Linked DNA regions of Sus scrofa: region 2 is linked to region 1. A link is a contact called in public Hi-C data. All regions are on one chromosome and are shown on one strand. The core of a region is the stretch at or near the end of the contact, and the rest is flanking DNA. Distances in the headings are between cores, read along the strand shown. Region 1 has its middle 54 kb from the start of SEMA4C. Region 2 holds the start of SEMA4C (semaphorin-4C).

The links. A called contact is a pair of places that touch in the nucleus more often than the background predicts.
Region 2: a contact with region 1 is called in a Hi-C map of fetal liver, with 2.0 times the contacts expected there. A contact is called at or near these places in 3 of 5 promoter capture datasets (fetal liver, fetal skeletal muscle and liver), 5 of 47 Hi-C or Micro-C datasets (blood, fetal liver, omental adipose tissue and 1 more) and 1 of 2 datasets of targeted methods (skeletal muscle).

What each region holds. Positions count from the first base shown.
Region 1 is chr3:56,694,925-56,698,016 of Sscrofa11.1, reverse strand. It overlaps FAM178B. Among named protein-coding and RNA genes, the nearest start is that of SEMA4C, 54 kb to the left of the region's middle.
Region 2 is chr3:56,749,432-56,752,348 of Sscrofa11.1, reverse strand. SEMA4C (semaphorin-4C) reads right to left here and starts at 1,604. Exons shown (of 15, transcript XM_021087262.1): 1 at 1,175-1,604.

The DNA of each region.
Region 1 (3,092 bases), core at 132-2,631:
ATACCACACTAAAGCAAGATGTTACTAACAGGAGACATTGTGGGCAAAGGTGGACTCTTTCTGTAAGCCTTAAAACTGCTCTAAAAATTAAATAAAAGGAGTTCCTATCGTGGCACAGTGGAAACAAATCTGACTAGGAACCAAGAGGTTTCAGGTTCAATCCCTGGCCCCCTTCAGGGGTTAAGGATCCGGCATTGCCAAGAGCTGTGGTGTAGGTCTCAGACGCAGCTTGGATTCCAAGGTTCTGTGGCTGTGGTGTAGGCCGGCAGCTGTAGCTCCGATAGGACCCCTAGCCTGGGAACCTCAATATGCTGAAACCGTGGCTCTAAAAAGTAAAAATAAATAAATAAATAAACAAAACAATGAAAACAAAGAACTCAGGAGTTCCCTTGTGGTGCAACAGGTTAAGGATCAGGTGTCACTGCACTGGCTTGGGTCACTGGTGTGGCATGAGTTTGATCCCTGGCCTGGGAATTTCCACATGCTGCAGGCACATCCAAAACAAGCAAAAACGAACCAAAGAACCCTTAAACACACACACACACACACACACAGAGGAAAAGGACTCCACACATAACATCTTTGGCAGGATGCTAGTGTTTGCTTCTGGATCAGGACCCAGCTGAGAACCTAATGCAGTGGTTCTCAGACTCATCTGCACAGTTTGCAATCACTTAGGGAGCAGCTTCAAAAATTACTGCCACCTGTGTCCCACTCCCTGTGACTATGGTTTAATTAGCATGGGTGTGGCTTGGGCTCTGGAATTTTTAAGAATTCCCAAGTGATTCTAATACCAGATAGGCTCAGGAACCACAGAGCTGAGACAGCCATGGCCCTGCCTCAGAGCAGCACCCTGGGACTCTGGCAGATTGTGTGGGTGGGGAGGGGGAGGGAGGAATCAAGGCAGGTAGCCCCCACCACCCATCACACCCAGGGCTCTCAGCCTCCAAGGGGAGGCCAACTGCCTCTGTGGAACCATCAGGGGAGCTTTTATTTTTTTATTTTTAAACAAAGACTTCATTTTTAAATTTTTATTTATTTATTGTCTTTTTAGGGCCGCACCCATGGCATATGGAGGTTCCCAGGCTAGGGGTCAAATGGAAGCTGTAACAGCTGGTCTACACCACACCACAGCCCAAGGCAACGCTGGATCCTCAACCCACTGAGCAAGGCCAGGGATCAAACTCGTGTCTTCATGGATACTAGTCAGATCTGTTTTCACTGAGCCACATCGGGACTCCTGGGAGCTTTTAAAGTGCTCACATCCAGGCTTCACTGGACCAGTCTCAGAGGGCAGGACCCTGGCCATACTTTGTGAAGCTCAGCCACGCTGAGCTGGGGTAAAGCATGCCTGCCTGTCGCCACCAGGTCAGCGGATAGGCAGCTCCACTGCCAACTGACCACAGGGGATCAGAGGAGCTGGTGGAAAAGATGCCTACATCCGCTGTGGACAACACACACATTCCCCAAACTGTCCCCTTGTTCAACGGGGAAGGTCTGAGTCTTACTGTGGACTCGGCTCACAGAGCTGCCAGGGACTTAAGGGAAAGCTGAAACGAAAACAAGCAAAGACACGGTCCCCAAGCTCTGGGCTCACAGCCTATCAGGAGAGGCAGTATGAATCAAAGAATCTACACGTCAGACATAGATAACCAGAGCCACAAAGAGTGGAAAAGGGAGCGTGACAGTGGAGGGAATGGAGGCTGGGGGAGTGGGGGGCAGAGGAAGAGGTGAAGACAAGAAGGCAAAAGCCAGGGAGCTGCTGGGAGGAGGGAGAGTGACCCCAAGCAGAGAAATGCGCACAGGCCGAGGCCCTGCAGCAGGACGAGAGGGGAAAGAAGGCCAGTGAGGGTGGAGCACAGATGGCAAGACAGAGAGAAAGCCACGACAAGCCAGACCAGGGCCAGGCCAGGCCAGCCACTCTTCTTCCAGACCATGAAGTTCAGGCTTCCCAGCCCCCTGATTATTTGTAAAACTGGAAAATAATAGTATCTACATGTTGGGTGGTTGTGGTGACTGAATGAGATGGGCAAAGCCCTGGGCTCAGTGCCTGGCACAAGCTCTCTAGAAATGTTAGCTATTATTTTTAATGAAATTACTTTTATCATCACAACAGACAATAACATGTTTCAAAAATGAGGACCAATTATGAAGCTGAATTACTGTTATTGTCGGGCTCCAATTGGAGACTCTGGAGGGGCTGTGCTGGACCAGTGACGGCTCTGGGGAAGCCAGGGTGGGGGATCTCCCGGGTGGTCCTCAAAGCCTCTTCCTGCCCGTTTAGGTCTACACAGCCTTCTCACAGTACCAGGGTGGGGACTGAGAGTGCAGCTGGGGCAGCCAAGCTGGATCCCAGCCTGTCTCTCTGTGATGTTCAGGAGTGAAGGGCACCCACATGTGAACAGGGCGGGCCCTGGGCTGGCACCTAAGTGCTCCTTGTGCGTCTGTGATTCACAGATAACAGGGCCATGTGGTTTCCTGAGGGGCAGCTGCCCACGGGCTGGGCCTCCACACTGGGGGCTCCAGGAGCTCTGAACGGCTTCCTCGCCACCCAAGCTGGAGACTGCTCTGCTCGCTGTGAGGCAGATCAGGTGTCCAAAGACAGCACAAGAGCAGAAAGTGTCAACCACATCTATGGACAAAGGGATTTGACTGCTTAAAAATCCTGTGAGAAAACAAAAAGAGAAACCAAACCAAACCATCTGAGACCAGGATGAGGAAGAAATGGCCAAAAAGGAACTACAGAAAGAAACACAGACAGTACTTAGAGCATTCATGCTGCTTAGTATCTTCAGTTTATTGAATAAGGTATGATTCGTGAAGAAATACATTTTTGTTTTGATAACAGCCACCATAGCTTCTGGATCCACCAGATGCTTCACAGACATAATTACCCGCCAACACTAAAAACAATCCCCGGTGCACAGTGCTGGCCCCTCAGGTGAGGACTCGTCTGTGTCCTGAGGCTGCTTCGTGGTGCTACAGGGTTTCCCCAAGGGATGACTGCTGGACACCCTGGCCTCACTCCATCCAGTCCCCAGTCATGCGTCCCTGCACTTCCCTAACACACTGCTGCTCAAACTTGCCAATAA
Region 2 (2,917 bases), core at 355-2,854, 54 kb before region 1:
AACACACCCCCAGCCCTCCCTCGGCCCCTTACCCAGGCCCGAATCGGACCCCGCGGCGCACTCCGATGCTCTGCTCGCACAGTGGTGCCCCTGCTCCCAGCTCCTCCCAGAGCGGGGGAAACGGGCAGCCTTGCGGTGCGGGGGTGGAGGGGTGCAGGATCCCGGCCTCGCGCCCCCGACCCTTGCCCACCCCGAGCGGCGGGCCGTGGATGGCACCCCCGCGGCTGCAAGGCGAGCGCTCCAGCCTTTCCAGGACAGCCCGCCTCCCCAGCGGAGCGGAGCGGGCGGGAGGCTGGGGGGCCGCGGCAGGGAAATCCGATCCCACAACATCGGCCTCCGTCCAAGCCCGCCCCAAACTTTCCGTCGGAGGTGGCAAAGCCGGGGGCAGTTCGGGGACCTGGAGAAGATCCCGGCCTCGGACCGGACAGCACGGGGGACCCCCGCTCCCCATGACCAGTCCGCGCTTCCGGACCCTGTAGCGAAGGGAATAGCTTGCCCCGCTTACGAGCCCCCGCGAGGCAGCCCGCGGGGGGCGTAAGAAGGCACTCGGGCGGACAGTTGTCCCTGCCGCCGCCCCTCCCTGCGCCCCCAGACCCTGTCCCTCGCGCGTGCAGGCCGCCCCCTCCCGAGTCGGCGGACAAAGCAGCGGGCCGGAGCCCCTTAGCCCCGGCCCCGGGCAACCCCGGCCTCACTCACCTCTTCTTCGCGGCTGGAATCCCTGGGCGCCGCCCTCGCGTTCGGCTCCGACCACGGTCCGCCCCTGCCCGCGCGCCGCCGCCCGCCCGCGCGCGCCCGCCCGCCCTGCTCCGCTGCCCGGCTGCCACCGCCCCTCGGCCCGGCTCGGCTCGGCGCCCCTGGGCTCGGGCTCCCCGCGCCACCGCGGCGGGCGCCGGCTCTTTCTCCCCGGCTGCCGCCGCTCTCCGTCCCCTCCCCCTGACGTCAAACAGGGTGGGGGGGGTCGGCGGAGGCCGGGGGCGGGACGCGAAGGCCCGCCCCGAGGGGGGCTGTGACCCGCCGCGACCCGCACGCCTCGCCGCTCCCCGTCCGGTGGCTCGGACCCCCGCCCCTCCCGGTGCCCTGCGGCCCAGCGCCTTGTAGTCATGATCTGCGCCACCGCGCGGGGAGGTGGGACAGAGGAGGGACTCCGGGCCCTGGCAAGGGGAATCGGACTTACCCGGTCTTTCCGAAGTGTCCCCTAAGGCCAACCGCTCGGGCTGGGCGACCTGGATCGGGAATGGGGCTAAGGCGCTCCCTACGCTATGGTTACAGGAACGAAGGCAGGCGAGCCACCTCGAGGCGTGTATCCGAGGCTTCTCTTCGGGGCGGCCCAGAGTGGTCTTATTTGGACCCCCAATTCTGCATCGTTTCTTGGCTTGACGCCTGACCCCTGGGATCAGACTGGATCGGGCCTCACCAGCCAGGAAGACCCCCGAGCCTCCCTCGAGCTTCTGCCTGTTGTTTCTCACGCTCCAGGCAAAGGGTCCCACTCAGCGCCCCTTGCCTGACTCCGGCAAGGATAAACCCCGGCTCCTGTTGCACAGAGCCTACCCTCAGGAAATGACTCCTCTGGTGCCACTGGAAGGCTGAATAACAAGTGACATGAACCCTGATGTTCAGATGAAAGGGGTTGAGGGGAGCCAGCTGGAGAACTACCACTCTCAGAACCGCCAGCCTCCGCCCACAGCCGCTCCTAGAAGTAACTTGTAGCTCTGGTCTCCTGGGTGGTGCTAGGGTGTCTTTGCCAGCTGGTCCTCCAAGCTGGACAAGTGGACAGAGGAACCCCAGGGAGGCCACCTCATGGGGACCCAAAGACAGATGCCACCTCCTGTCTAGGGCCAAAGGGCAGAAGTGAAGAGACTGGAGGCAGAAAAGCTTCCTGGTAACATTAAGCCCTGTGCAGTCCTGTAGGGGAGGGACACTTTAGGGCCCCGTCAGCAGATTTGGATTATAAATCAGTCCTGGACAGGGGCTTTTGTTCTGGGTTAAAACTTGGCATCTGAAAAGTGGAGGCCAGAAGACCAGTGGAGATAATTGGGGAAAGCAGCCCAGTTTGGATTCAGTAACAATTGGGTCTTTGCTAGTATACATAAAGATCCCTTCTCCCGTGCTGGCCAAAGCCACATTTCCCAGTTCCTCTCCACCAGAAAAACAGCTGGTGGCCTTGGAGATGCTGGAGATAGGGGACAAGCCAGTTAATTAGCATGGGGTGGGTGGCAGGGAGGGAGAAGATGGGTGACACAAACACACACATACTCCACTTGTGGTCCAAGTTAGACCCTGTCTATCTAAGCGGCAGTAAAGCACATTTGTTCTGTGCTTTAGAGTCAGCAACATTTTACCCTCATCAACACCCTTTATAAAGTAGGTATTGTTTCTCTCATTTTATAGATAAAATGAGTCTCAGAAAGGTTAAGCAACCTGTCCAAAGTCACACAGATAATTACCAAGGTCGGAATATTAAATCAGGCCTTGGGATTCCTGATTCTGTCTTTCTGATAAATTGATCAGTCATTCTGACAACTTTTAGGCACCAAACCCTCCTCTCCCTGCTATTTTGCCTCAGTTTCACCCCCACCCACCCCTAGGGATGAGGGTTACCAGGCTGAGACCTGAGCTCCTGGCCCCACTTGCAAGACGGCCCCAGTGGAAAGTCTCAGGAGGTGGTTTGGTTTCACTGGCAGGGACCATCTCTTATACCTCAAGGCAGACTTCTCCCTTCCTGCTAACAGACTCCAGAGCCCTTCCCTCCCAAACGCTCCTCAAAAATGAGGCTGCAGTTCCTGAGCTCTCCTTCTCTACCTTCGCTCATTTCCTGCTGTATTCTGTTCCTTTCCAGCACAGGCCTTTTCCATGGGTGGGTGAGCAGGGTATATAGTTTCCTGCATGTCTACTTGCTCATTATTCATACTTTTTTTTT